3 separate regions of the Sus scrofa genome follow, and regions 1 and 3 are each linked to region 2. A link is a contact called in public Hi-C and HiChIP or PLAC-seq data. All regions are on one chromosome and are shown on one strand. The core of a region is the stretch at or near the end of the contact, and the rest is flanking DNA. Distances in the headings are between cores, read along the strand shown. Region 1 overlaps LOC106508031 (a long non-coding RNA gene). Region 2 has its middle 19 kb from the start of KCNE2. Region 3 holds the start of SLC5A3 (sodium/myo-inositol cotransporter).

Region 1 (4,461 bases), core at 269-2,768, 400 kb after region 2:
AACCATGAGGATTCAGGTTCCATCCCTGGCCTCACTCAGTGGATTGAGGATCCAGTGTTGCTGTGAGCTGGGGTGTAGGTCGCAGATGTGGGTCGGATCCTGCGTGGCTGTGGCTGTGGTGTAGGCCGGCGGCTACGGCTCCAATTCGACCCCTCCATATGCCGCAGGCACAGCCCTAAAAAGACAAAAAAAAATCTATATATTTACGTATAAATACATGTCCAGTTAAATGCATGTGACTTGGACACAGTAATGTAAGAGTATCTGAGCAATCACAGCGCATCTCATGCCCTGGGTTGAAGAGAAAAACAAAAGTCAAAGACTCCTAGCAGACAGATGATAGCGTGTCAACGTTTAACTCTATGGGGCTTTCATTTTTATTTTTTGGCACCTTTAACTCAGGCAAACATGCCATATAACAAACACTGAGAAATGAAGGTGGGAAGGTCCCTCTAGCTGATTAAACTCCCTAATTCTTTTCCAAGGTGCCCCCGCAAAAACCTGAAATCCCCTTATCAGCTCTCATATGGGCAACAGAAGGAAACAAGCATTCTCTAAACCCTTAATCCTATGCCTACCTAACCTCCTTCACGGCCTATGCCAGGCTTCCTGTTTCTTTAACTCGATCTCCACCGCTGGTGTTAAAAGCCACTAACACCTCCTCTGTTGCCAGGAATTTTCTGTAGCTGGGACCGACTTAGTTGGTTTTAATTAGGGGGTTGGAGTGGGGAGCCGTCTGAAGCCCACCTTAGTGGACCCACATAGAATCAAGGTAGATTATTGATGGTCTGGGTATAGAAACTTCCACTGAGACAAGGTCCTGGCAATACGGCTGCATTTGCTTGGCTCACCGAGTGACAATGACCACATGTGCTGGGGAGATCTTTGCTCAGGGCACCTCTTGGTTGGCAAGTCTTCAGGGATGCCAAGCATGGGCCAGACCAAAAGGTAGGAGTTTAAATAGCACAGCAGAGGAAATTTGGAGCCAGCCATAAACTCGAATTCCCTGAACCAGAGGACTTTGTCCAGGAAACATGCTTATTTTGTCAATGACATCGACCAGCAGAGAATCCGAGGCCAGAGAAGCAGTGGGCGTGCCTCCAGGCAGGAGGAGTCACCTGTGACCTTAGCACATCCCTGGTTTCTCTTCACAGTTGACAGCTTGATGGCATTGGACATTCTCCTCTACAACCACTTCTACAAACTTGCCTTTCTGTTTCAAGCGGTTCTCCCGGGAAACTGATCACATTTTAGATGGTGCTAAGTGGGCACCATCTTAAATCCAGCCAAATGCCAGTCTTCCCAGGTGTGCTTTGAGGAATTCACCAGACTGATAGCAACTTACTTAAAATTCAGCCGCTACTCTTATTTGTTTAAATTCAACAAAGCATTGCTGAGTGATGCTATCGCCAGGCTCTGCCCAGCTGGGAATCTTACTGGTCGCCTCTGACCTCAAGGAGCTCCCCATCTAGCTGGAAAGACACATTTAAATGGGGAATCACGCTGCAATGAGCTTTGCAGCCTGGGCTATAAATAGCATGGGGATTAGCGCTAATCTAGAGGACCAGCTGCTGCTGATGTTGTTGCCACTGCAGCAAATTGAAGCCAGAGAGGGAATGAAAGAAAATGCAGGAAATGTGCCTGAAAATAATAATAATAGCCTGGTGGCCACACACAATGGTGACCGAGTTGGTTTTTTTTTTTTTTTTTTTCCCCACAAGTTCCAATGAAGCATCCATTCATTTTTATGTTGTGAGATTGAAGCAGTAATAGCTGGGTGTACACAAAGAATTTCCTGTAGATTAAATGAAGCTGGAAGGCATTGATAGACTTCAGGCAGCGATTTGGGCTAATAATCCAAGCCAGTCATTCATTAACCCTCAGGAAGTTTTCTGTGCCAAAGTCATTATTATTATTATTATAAACGAAACCCCAAGCCTCCAATGGGTGTATGGCTACTTTTCTCTCCAGGATGCTCAATGTATGAGTCAGCCAGGGAGCTTGAATCATTTCCGCAATTCCCTTCTGGTTCGTGGGGAGTGTGGCTTTGTGTAGAGCACTGCTGCTGCCGAAAACCAGCAAAGAGCCCTCTTGAAAGGTAACTATCATTCTTGCCTTTTTAATGAGATCTTGAGCGGCTCTGGCAGCCTGCTGGTTGTCTCCCGATTTCTATGCTCCCATCCTTTCAGAATGTAACACTTTGGCTGGCAACATGGCCATCACACCAAGGAGCACGTTTCCCAGTCTCTCTTGCAGTGGGTGTGGTCATGTGATGTGGTAACGTGGGCAGAAGTGATGGGGTCCCTTCTGGATCTTACCCTCAAAGAATTGGAAAGATGATAGTCCATCGTATGTCTGTACCACATCTTCCTTTATTCAGCCATAAAAAAAAGAATGAAATAATGCCCTTTGCAGCAACACGGATAGATCTAGAGATTATCATATTGAGTGAAGGAAGTCAGGCAGAGAAAGACAAATATCATATGGCATCACTTATATGGGGGATCTAATTTAAAAATGATACCAAAGAACTTATTTGTAAAACAGAAACCAGCTCACAGATTTCAAAACCAATATTATGGGTAACCATAGGCGAAACCCTTGGGGGAAGAGAGGAATTGGGAAATGGGAATAACATATACACACTACTGTATAAAATAGATGCATAAAAAGAACCTACTGTAGGCGTTCCCGTTGTGGCTCAGTGGCTAACGAATCCGACTAGGAACCATAAGGCTGTGTGTTCGATCCCTGGCCTCGCTCAGTGGGTTAAGGATCTGGCGTTGCTGTGAGCTGTGGTGTAGGTCGCAGACACGGCTCAGATCCCATGTTGCTGTGGTTCTGGCGTAGGCTGGCGGCTATAGTTCCAATTAGACCCTAGCCTGAGAACCTCCATATGCCACTGGAGCGGCCCGAGAAATGGCAAAAAGACAAAAAAAAAAAAAAAAAAAAAAACCTACTGTAGAGCACAGGAGAGTCTACGCAATAGTTTATAATAACCTATATGGGAAAAAAAAAGAATGGATAGATTTATATGTATGATGGATTCACTTTGCTCTACACCTAAAACTAACACAACAGTGTCAGTCAACTTTGCTCCAATAAAATTAAAGAAAAAAAGAAAGAATCAGAAGGATAATTCCCTCCCCACTCCCAGTCCCTTTTCTCGTTCCTATTTTTGGGAGATGAGAGAATCAAGAGCAGGCTCCTCAGAACATAAAAGGTGACCCAGGTAGCCATCCTCCAGCTTAAGGATGCAGAGCTGACCTGAAAGCCCCAGACTGCCACCTGTCACATAGGATGAGACCAAATTCTATCTGGGCAAGTCACCATACTTTGGACTGTCTTAGTTACAGCAGCCAAACCTGTACTCCTACAAATACAGTGACTACCAAGCAAGCCCTGTGGCCCCAGATCAGACCCCTTCCCACAGCCTAAATCCGTACATTGGGGTGGTCATTTTTATCCTGAGCATATGTCATATGAGGTACACACTCTGGAACCAGTGCGGGGGTTTTTTGTTTGTTTGTTTGTTTGTTTTTTGCATTATCTCATTTAATTCTCCCAGTATCCCTATGAGGTTGGTTCCACTGCTGTCCCATTTTAAAGATGAGGAAACTGAGGTGCCAAGACATCAAGAAACTTACCCAGGATCCCACAGGCAAGTAGGTGGTGGAGCAAGGATTCAAACCCGGAAGTGTAACTCTACCTCTTCCCTGAGCGGCCTCCAGCCAGTACGATGACCTGTTCACATAAACATTCTCCTTGGGGTCCGAGTCAACATGTATCTGAAGTTAAACAAGTCCAGAAAATAATCAAATATTCACTCCTTGTGCATCTAATCTGCATCTCTTGCTTTTCTAAAGGCACCATTGATCCTCCACCCTCAAAAGCTTTGCCTGGCAGTTCACTAGTTCAGTAGCTCTGCATTGATGGAATTCCTGTTGTGTTCCAAGTGGCAGGTTTGACGTTGGGGGTGTAAAAATAGGTAACATATGGCCCTGGGTCTCAAAGAATCTGACTTCCAATGGAAAAGAAAGAGACTTGCGTGGATTATTTTCGTATAATGAACATGACCAGTGATAAGAGTACGCCGTAGAGCGTCACTGCACAAAATGCTGCCATATTTTGCTTTTCCGAGATTTCTCAAAGGGTAAAGAACTACCCAGTCCGTACTTGAAGGGGAAGGTAAATAAAAGAACATTGGCTGAGACCCTGTGCTCTTTTGTAATGCAAGTTATCTTCTCTAACCCTCACCATAAAACTCAGAGCGGTGTAATTTTATCTCCATTTTACAAAGTGAGGCCCCCAGAACCTAAGTAACGTTCTCAAGTTTCTACATTCTGCAGGAGAATCAAGATTTAAATCCAGATTTGCCTGGAGTTCCCGTCGTGGCTCAGGGGTTAACGAATCCGACTAGGAACCATGAGGTTGCGGGTTCGATCCCTGGCCTTGCTCTGG
Region 2 (4,815 bases), core at 1,483-3,982:
CACACCCTCTCTAGCATTTGTTATTTGTGGACTTACTAATGATGGGCATTCAGACTGGTGTGAGGTGGTCCTCATTGTAGTTTTGATTTGCATTTCTCTAATAATTAGGGCTGTTGAGCATTTTTTCATGTGCCCGTTGGCCATCTGTGTATCTTCTTTGGAGAAATGTCTATTCAGGTCTTCTGTCCATTTTTCAATTGGGTTGTTGTTGGTCACATGGTTTTTAATGAACCGTTGCAATAACTTCTCTCAGGAAATTACTAAAAGCATCAAAGTTCAATTATTGTCTGAAGTTGCAGACCATGACTAGACCAGCTTTCAAAGGTTAATCTGCCCCCCGTCCATCAATAATATCTACAGCCGTTGCCACTAGCTCAGCTATGTCCATTTATTGAGCACCGCCTGTGTTCTAGGCAATGTGTAGGGCATCCATGCACCACCCCTCTGGTCTCTACCTAACCTGCAAGCTCATCTCACCACTGACCTATGAGGAAAAAAAATGACTACCAGAAGTCATAATCTTGGATTCAAAAATTTCAATTTTTTTTTCTTTTTAGGGCCACACCCGTGGCATATGGAGATTCCCAGGCTAGGGGTCAAATCAGAGTTGTAGCCACTGCCAGCCTACACCACAGCCACAGCCACACCAGATCCTTAACCCACTGAGCAAGGCCAGAGATCAAACCACCATCCTCATGGATGCAAACGATCAGATTCGTTTCCACTGAGCCATCATGGGAACTCCTTGGACCCAACAATTTTAAAATAAAAGAACCAGTTCTGGGTTATTCTTTTGCACAACTGCTCACAGTACAAAAAGCATAAAATATTGTTTCTGGTGGTCTAAGTGCCTTTTCTTGTCCCTTTCTGAGCAACGGGCCTCTCTCTTCTTGGGTGTTATAGCTGAAATTTAAGTAGCTGGCACCAGGTGGCGCCAAAGCTGAGCTTTTTCGTTGCGTGGACCTGCCAGACCTCTCAGAAGCCCTCCACTGAATCTCAAATCCTGGTGCTTCCCACTCAACTACAGCATTTCCAGCACATTAAGCTCTTTATGAAAAGAGCAGACATCCTTGCTTGCTTAAAAAGCACATCGCTGAATATTAACATCCACGCCTCTTTCTGAAAGGGTTCCATTTTACAGGAAGAAGAAAAGTACATTGAGGTAGAAGATAGAACCTTTGCACTAAACACCAATTGCTTTAAATTGCTGCTTATTCTAACTTCAACTTTTCCTTATATGGATGCTCCTGGAATATAGATAACTGTTTCAGACCCATAGAGCATTTTGAGCCATTAAAAGCCATGCATTTCTCTGCAGTTCTCTATGTGATAGAAGTTCAAATCTACCTGTAGCTTTGCTGACTGTTGAGCCTGGAGAATATTTTGAGAACTGAAGTCCTCCTGTTTTGTTTGTCAATGTCCAGTTCCTCCTAACCCATGAATTGCCCGGTTTCTTTCTATGTGGATGAATTATTTTCTGCTTTCTTGTTCTCCCGTACTAAAACCTGAGAGACACAGCTGCTGCATATATGCCGCATGTCCCATTGACCTCTTATTTTCCTGATTCAGATATGTCTTCGACAAGAATTTTCCTTCTTCCTAGTTCTTTTCTTTGAAGTTTCAAGCAGGGTGACCAACTTGTGCTGGCTTGCCTCTGGAATTCTTTTCCCATCCTGTGCCCTGGGAACCCCTGGGTTCCAGATAAAACCGGACAGTTTGCGATGCTAGCTTTAGGGTCTGAGTAAAAGTTAACTTACGATGAAATTCAGATTAGGGCCAACCACTGCAGCGGGCTTCCTTCGCAGTGGCACACTTATTACACATTCGTTGATTAATTCACTCATTCATCCAGCAGACATGCATGTGTTAAGTAAAACTCGACTCCCTTGGCCATTCCAAACCTATCTACGTGACTCTTAATGTTCTCACCTTTCACCAAAGTTTGGTTTGGTTTTGGTTTTTTTGCCACGCCAGCAGCAGGTGGAAGTTCCCAGGCCAGGGAACTTCCAGAACCCAAGCCACTGCTGTAACAATACGGCATTCTTAACCCACTGCACCACAGGAGAACTCTTGGTGCCAATGATTTGTTATATATCTTCTAAGGCCCGCAGTGCTGAACAGAGCATCTAATCTGAACAGACGCTTCATTAGTGATTATTCCATGAAAGAAGAGAAATGAAGGCCCCCCCACTTCCCCCTTGAGGCTCCACTTCTCTGTGGCCCTAAATCGTATATCTTCAGTCTAGAATCTTACCAGCCTCTGCCTGATGCTGAACAATCTCTTAGGCAGGAGTAGCAAAGGCGACATCGTAATGCCCCACGGGGCCTTGGCCCTGGTGGAGACGACAGTGTCCAACATTTTTAGAACCTGCCGCAAATTTCCAAAATTCCTTGTTACCCTTCCAAGAATAAAATCTCCCCAAATTTGTGTTCCGTGAGGTTTACATTTATATTTATCAGAGGCTAGTGTTTAGGAAGGACTCAGAACTTCAGGAGCAGGCTGAGTTCCACCCCAGACCCTCAACGGTTCCGAAGAGGAGGCAGTGGGAGCGGGAGGGAGGAATTCGCCTGTGAGGTTGTCCTCTATTCCCAAATAAGTTCCGTCTCTCTTTCCCAGCCAGACTCTCTATAAAAGGGAAAACTGGACAACAGGCAGTGGGAAAGGAGCTCGTCCTGGCAACTTTCTGTGAAACGCGTACACCACGCTGTTTACAAATTCCTGCAGCTAGCCCCGGAGTCCAAATGTAGACAACTCTGTTTATGTAACTAAAATAGATGCTTATACCGTGTGATTAAGGTGGCTACTGGGAGTTGGGCCATGGTCGGGAGACCTTGGCTGCAGCTGAGGCCAGAGGCGAGTGCAGGGCACAGAATCCCCTGGGACCCTGGGCAGGTATGAGTCTTTTTTTTTTTAGAGACTAGCTTTTGGGTCTAGAACTCTCCCAGGGACGGCACATCCAAGAGGCAGGGGAGAAGCCAGAACCTGGCATCCGTGGCTGGCTGTCTATCCCAGGGGATGGAGCTCTTCCTTGAAGAGGGATCAGCCCAGCACCCTCCCTCTCAGCCAGCTCCCTTCTCAGCACAGTGCTTGGACTGAAGCCCCCATCCTGCACCAACAGAAGACTTGTTCCAACATATGTTTCCAATCAGCCACCCACTTGCTTGGGTCAGTAAGGAGGCTCAAATGTTTTGGGGTAAGGAGACATACAGCCCAATAGAACATTCCCTCCAAACCCTGGTCTCAAACTCACCATGTCCTTCCTACCTCTGGACCCCCCCAGCGTCATGACCAGAATGGCTTCCTTCACAAGACCCATTCGAGTCTCATTTCCTCTCCAGATGTGCTCCACTTCTCCCACAGGAAGAGGTTTGCTCCCCGCTGCAGAAAGAGATGACCCATCTCCAGGTCCATCCACCCCACTCCTAGGAGAGCTCCTTGGGGTCAGGGTCTTGGTCTCAGCATCTTGATACCAGCCTTGACCCTGGCACAGAGTCCACCATGGGCACTCATGTTGGTAAGTGGTTTGTCTTGCTGAGTCTGGGGAAGGCAGCACTGATGGGCCGTAGGATGTGAGCAGGAGAAACAGTGCTGGGAATTCTTCTTCAATGCACCCCATCAGCTCCCCACATCCTGAAGGTGGAGGCCCTGTTCTCATGGCTCATGGGCCAGGCATGGCCACCCCGTTGCCCCCTGCAGCTCACCTGGGTGCCAGACTCTCCATCGCTCTCCTCTGGGTTCCAGTCTCTGTAGACCACAGTTGTTGGAAGGAGCCAGGAGCCTTGGGGGACTTGGCACGTCATTTCCTCTCCTAAGACCTGCTGTCCCACCAACTGGATCCACTCTCTGCCTTGTGCTACTCACGGCTCAGCCCTCTGCTTAAAAACTGCACCTCCCTAAGGTCTAGCTCATGTTTCCTCATATGTTTGCACCATAGAGGGGTTAGGGGAGGGGCTGCCATAGCATCTCAGGTGTGCACACTCCCCTTTGAGAGGAGGAGCAGGGCCCTATCTCTGGCACATGCCCGTCCAGTCCTGGCCATGTGGTATGTGGGCAGGAAATCCATCTTTCTCTCCACCATCATCCCAATGCCAAGCCCATTGCCTGGCTTACTAAGAACAAACGTACACATGAGCTGATGAATCGATACGCTGATTAATCAACCGAAGGAGGCCTGAAGCACCTTTGGGGAGAGAGCCTTAAGCAACCGGAATCCAGGTCACCTGGAGGCAAGATCAAACTGGAACTTGCCCGTGGCCACCAGTGCTTCTGGGGAAGAAAGGGTAGCTGTCCTCTGTATGAATGAACAGGCTCTTACACGGCAATGGGTCAGCGGAGGAAAGGTGACGGAAAAACCCTCACAGTTGTCGAAAATGTCATTTTATCTTTTCCTTTGGACAAAATAAACACAAGCTCTCTTCACTGAGTCCTTAAGGGGAAGTGGGTGGCTGTGGCTCGTCGTGGGAGGAAGACAGGCTCTTGACCGTCAACATCTCTGATCTCAGAGGCAGACTCAAGGAGAAGGAGGCCCCACTGAAGTCACACTTGGATGCCAGACTCGCTGCGCAAGGGAGGGCGCTGCGGCTGCCAGGACCAGCCCAGGCACACAGGGGGGGCATTCACAGCCTCGTGGCCACAGCCCCTCCCGTCTGCCCTGTGCACCCCAGCAGCAAACAGAACTCTCTGTCTCAGTGCCGGAGTCAAGCCTGCACAGAATTAACTGTAATAATTGGCAGGTGGGCCGCTGGCTTCTGGGTTTCAATTCACCAGGGGCTCATGAAAAGGGAAGAAAGAAAAGTGATGCTGTGCTGTAGCCA
Region 3 (4,741 bases), core at 508-3,007, 270 kb after region 2:
AAAAAAAGTTCAGAGTTTTCACATCAAGGGTTTATGAAATGAACAAATACTACATCTATGCACCGACTCTTTCCTGATACCTGTTTCCTCCCTAAAACAAGGTGAAACAAAAGAAATTTCAATGACTGCACTTGCCAGGTTCTGATAAACTCTAAAAAGAATAAAAGGATAAGGGAGAACTTTAAACAATTTCCACATAATTAAATATGCTTCTTTTACGTTAACATGCTTTTTTCCCCTTCATTGTTTCTGCTCCCTTTTAGTAGTATATGCTAATACAGAGAAAGGAGAGCCAAGAAAGAGGTAATATTCAAAAGGCTAAACAATGCAATCTTACCATCTCCCAAATTCAGGGGGAATAAGCCTGGGGACACAATAGCGTGCCTCACCAGACTCTAGACCTGCTCAAGAGGCCCCGACTGGTATCCTTCCCCACTTTACAGTGTGCAAAGAACGAAACGACTGTCTATGCTCTGTGATTGGTGGTTTTTCAATGGCGCTTGGACCAAGACCCCAGGCTTTAAGTTCAACCAAACTCCTCAACAGCTCTTCTTCAAAACTGACCCAAAACATAAAAATGTGCCCAAACCAAGCCTCTGGCAATGTAAGGAGGCTACGTTTCTAAAGTTCGAACATAGTGGTTATTTTTTTTTGCTGTTATTATACCTGGAAGGAAGAAGGAAAAAAAAAAAAGCATATGCCACACTCTACGTTACCGAATCCACGGAAGAATGGGGATTTGGGCGACGGCTTGAGAAGTACCTGACCCAGAACAGAGAACGAAGAGCTGCCTCCAGGCCGCGGGTCCCCTGTCCTCGGCCACACCATTACCTGAAGTGAGCGGGCTGCAGGATCGCTTAGCATCCCTCCAAACCTGAAATCCCCTACCTCAAGAGCAATCAAAAGCAGGGGGAGCAAAGTTTCTTCCAGAAGGCGCACAAAAAAAGGCCACAACTTGGATGAATGAAACTGTGCTAAGGGCACCCGGAGCAGGATTTTCGCTGAAGTCAGAAAAAGAGAAGTCAAAAGATTTCTTTTAACATGAGAGCTGGTTCTACGCGACCGTGGTCCAGACAACTGCACAAACACGCTTTGCAGAAGGTTTTATTGAGCGCGGACAGTTCCGGGGCTGCCGGCGGGCGCTAGAGTGGAGGCGGCGGCGGCGAGGCGGAGGCAGAGGCGGGTGGGCGGCGGAGCTGCGCCGGAGCAGGCGGCGGCGGGGCCGGCGACGAGGCTGCTTCCCGACGGCGGGCGCGGGGCCGGACGCTGGCGCGTGTCCTCCCGCGGACCTTCCACTGGACCCCCGTGGGCTGCCCCGCCCCCAACCCCCGCCCGCCCGCCAGCCAGCCTGCCCGGCGGCCGCGTGCGAGGCACACCCTCCCGCGGCCGCGCTCCCGCGTCGGCACACCCCCGCCTCCCGCGCGCACGCGGCCTCGCCGAGCCGCCGGCCGGCCCCACGCGTCCCCTCGGCGCGGGCGCCCGCCGCCCGCCCGCGGCCCCGACCCCCTCCCGGCCGCGCGGGGAGAGCGGGGGGCGGCGGCCTAGCGGCCACTGGGACACCCGCGCGAGAAGGCGGGCTCTGAGGGGAAGGTCACTTACCCGCTGCATGGCTTTCAGAATCAAAGCCAGCTCGTAGCGGGGCATGCCCGAATGCACAGCGCGCGGCTCCTCACGGAACCGTCTCCCGGGATGAAAGAGGGCGGGAACCGCGGAGACCTGGCGGACCGCTGGACCGGAAGGCTCCCAGGCGGCGAAAGCACGCTCCGGCCGCGCGAGCCCGGGCTTAAAGGCTCTGGCAGCTGCGCAGACGGGCCGCCACGCCCCCTCGCCTAACCACGCCCCCCCGCGCGCCACGCCACGCCCCCTCCTTAAGGCGGCCGCGCCGCGCCCCCTCGACAGCCCCGCTCTCTGCGGTCGGCAGCCAGCGCGGGGACCAGCGCCCTGGCCAGGCAGCCACTGCAGCAGGGCAGCACCGCGGGTCCCCTCTGCGAGCTGCCAGCGGGAGCTGCACACGCCTCCGACCCTGCAGCTGCCGCTGCCGCCGCGCTTGCTACGTATGGTTCTCGAACCAGCTGGAACTTTCCATGCCTTCCGTCTCATCCTGGGCGATGAGCGAGCGAGCGTGCGCCCCCGTGTGCGCGTGCGCTGCGGTGCGGTCTGGTCTGTGCGCGCGCCCTTACCCCGCGACTCTTAAGCGTAAGGGGCCTGCCTTGTCGGTGACCACTGTTCTCTGCACGGGGTCTCTGCCGGACCCCAAGCTCTCGCCACCCACGGCCGCGCATCCGGGTTCCGGAACGTTCCCGCTTCGGTCTGCGCCCCCGCGCAGCGCCCGCGGGGTACACCCGGGGCGTACTGCCCCTCCCGCCTCTGCCCACAGCTCGGTGTTCTAGCGCAGCCGCTAGCGCGGCCTCCTGGGGCCCCTTCCCCAGCGTGGTGGGCGTCAGGCGCAGGCTGTGGGCCACCGGGCTCGGGTCGTATCCCATCCCTCGCCGGCTGCCTGACCTCGGGCAGGCTCTTAGGAAAAGGGGGATGTGAAGGACACCTCCTTCTCGTGATTGCGATGCCTCCGAGTAAGTTGATGCTCGTAAACCGCTGAGAAAGATGCCTGCACACACCAGCATTTGTTGTATGAGCACGGCCTGACCCACGTGTTGTTGTCAAGGGCAGGCTAATACTTGGGCTCGAACCAATATTCTTTAAATGTTTATTGGGCGTTCATTTAGGGAACAGGCTAAATGCTCGGTAAGTCATTTAGTAACCAACCATCTGGGATCGTGCGTGCCCTGGAAGGAGCAGTCTCTGGCCTTCCATCTTACTCCCACCCCCACCCTCCCCAAACACGCACACAGACCTCACCTCTCCCTCCAGCCTTTGGCTCTACTTTCCCTGGCCGGAGGTGTACTAAATGCATTGTTTTCCAGCTCCATTCCTTAAAGATTGATCTCCTTGCAACTGTCGTCCTCGCCCACGCTTGCCCCACAAAAGCGTCTATAGGCGAAGTATCTGTCAACTTTAGTGTTATAAGAAGTAAAACTTACTGAGCACTTATTACGCGTCAGGCAAGACACCACTTTAACGTGTGTCGCGTAAAATTCTCACAACAGCGCTATGAGGCAAGAACTATTATTAACCCCACCTAAGGGATTTAGAAATACAGGCTCGCAGAGGTTATGTAACTAGCCCCAGGTCAGATAGTAACAGACAAAATTTGGGTCCAGACTGTATGGAGGCTGGGCTTATACTCGCAGTCCAGCTTCCGGTTCTCCATTCGCACAAATTAATGTGCTGGTATTATTGGGTAGATTTACCATGTACTCTATGTAAACGAAGAATAGAGTCCCTTTGTACCTTATCCAGACAAATTATTATTTCTCATCCCCCACCTCCCATCCGCCGCCAAGATGAAGACGATTTGAACACAATCTCTTCTGTGATATATGGATTACATTTTCTTTTCCTGGACTTCACCACCACCCATATTTTTGCAAAAAGAAACAATACAGGTATCAATACAAATGACCTGGTGAGTGTAATTTAACTTTAGGTTAAAAAAAATAGAATATTGTAAATAAATAACAGAAGGAAGCAAGGAATTTCTGGGCCTTCAGAAGAGAGTTAGAGGTTTTGCAGGAAGGTCCCTTCTTCGGCTCCTCCCCTCGCCCCCCCCCCATCAACAACATGTCCCCCTTTGAATGAGAAAATAAGAACCGCAAAGGAATATGCCAAGCCAAAGACCAGGGCAATACCATGAATTGACTTCAACTTTTAGCATTTGCCCTTGGAAGTGCCATAGTTCCCCCTAAGGTGTCCAGAGGTGAGAGAATCTGGCTTCTTCCTCTATACCGCCCTCTAACCTGACAAATAGTGTAAGGAAATTGGCGAGACTGCACATTACTGCGGCACAATCAGCACCTCCAGCTCCCGCAATCTGGTGGCTGCTCAAGGGCTCATCCCATTTCTCCTGAAAAGGAGAAAAAGGAAACCTATATTCCTTTGATTATTTGAAATGCTGGTTACAACATGCCTCCTGCAGGTGAAATTTGTAAACAAGGAAGTATCCCATATTCTGTAGCTGTTCCATCTTTTTTTTTTTTTTTTCCTTTTTGGTTGTTAATAAACTTTACACACCCTCAACTTTTTTTTTTTTTTTTTAAGCACAGCAGCAAAATGCTTGGGGTGGGTTCAGTAAAAATTAATAACGAAATCTTAACGCTGCTGCAAACTTAGTGTCTTCCTACTGTAACTATAAACGTACGTTCACCAAAAAGATTTTTTAATTTTGTACTATATACAGTCATTATTTAGAATTATAAAACATTTCTTCAGTATTCATGTATTAATTTTCAAAATTACTCTGATACTTATGACTATGTTTAACCAAGAAGGTGAAATATTTATATATTGAAAACTACACAGCATTGATGAAAGAAATTAAAGCAAACTCAATTAAACGCAAAGATATCAAAAGAATTCTTTTTTTTTTTAGGGCTGCATGAACTCCCAGAAATTCTTTTTTTTTCCTTTGTTTTTTTATAGGGCCACATCTGAAGCATATGGAAGTTTCCAGATGAGGCAATGAATTGGAGCTGCACCTGTTGGCCTACACCACATCTACAGCAACATCCAATCTGACCACAGCTCACAGCCAAGCCAGATTCCTGACCCACTGATTGAGACTAGGGACCAGACCCACATCCTCATGGATATTAGGTTCTTAACTCGCTGGGCCACAACAGAACTC

Evidence for each region. Hi-C and Micro-C count contacts between places; a contact is called where the count stands out from the background. HiChIP or PLAC-seq counts read pairs in DNA pulled down with a chosen protein or histone mark.
Region 1: a Hi-C map of skeletal muscle shows a contact between it and region 2, with 3 times the contacts expected there. The contact joins two enhancer-like sites. A contact is called at or near these places in 2 of 47 Hi-C or Micro-C datasets (embryonic fibroblasts and skeletal muscle) and 1 of 2 datasets of contacts at active chromatin or transcription factors (alveolar macrophages).
Region 3: an H3K27ac HiChIP or PLAC-seq map of skeletal muscle shows a contact between it and region 2, with 13 times the contacts expected there. The contact joins the promoter of SLC5A3 here to the enhancer-like site in region 2. A contact is called at or near these places in 3 of 5 promoter capture datasets (fetal liver, fetal skeletal muscle and liver), 15 of 47 Hi-C or Micro-C datasets (alveolar macrophages, brain, embryonic fibroblasts and 10 more) and 2 of 2 datasets of contacts at active chromatin or transcription factors (alveolar macrophages and skeletal muscle).

The regions. Positions count from the first base shown.
Region 1 is chr13:197,559,803-197,564,263 of Sscrofa11.1, reverse strand. LOC106508031 (a long non-coding RNA gene) reads right to left here. Exons shown (of 3, transcript XR_002338041.1): 2 at 3,648-3,788. Among named protein-coding and RNA genes, the nearest start is that of ATP5O, 43 kb to the right of the region's middle. Within about 2 kb of position 1,518, at least 10 of the 83 cell types and tissues checked have an H3K27ac peak or open chromatin away from gene starts, as enhancers often do. A contact at or near this core is called in skeletal muscle, where this site is marked.
Region 2 is chr13:197,957,973-197,962,787 of Sscrofa11.1, reverse strand. No RefSeq gene overlaps it. Among named protein-coding and RNA genes, the nearest start is that of KCNE2, 19 kb to the left of the region's middle. Within about 2 kb of position 2,732, at least 12 of the 83 cell types and tissues checked have an H3K27ac peak or open chromatin away from gene starts, as enhancers often do. A contact at or near this core is called in retroperitoneal adipose tissue, skeletal muscle and subcutaneous adipose tissue, where this site is marked.
Region 3 is chr13:197,685,648-197,690,388 of Sscrofa11.1, reverse strand. SLC5A3 (sodium/myo-inositol cotransporter) reads right to left here and starts at 1,757. Exons shown (of 2, transcript XM_005657149.3): 1 at 1,600-1,757. It overlaps MRPS6 (28S ribosomal protein S6, mitochondrial), which reads right to left and starts at 2,483. Exons shown (of 4, transcript XM_021069846.1): 1 at 2,273-2,483; 2 at 1,600-2,189. The coding sequence starts at 2,483.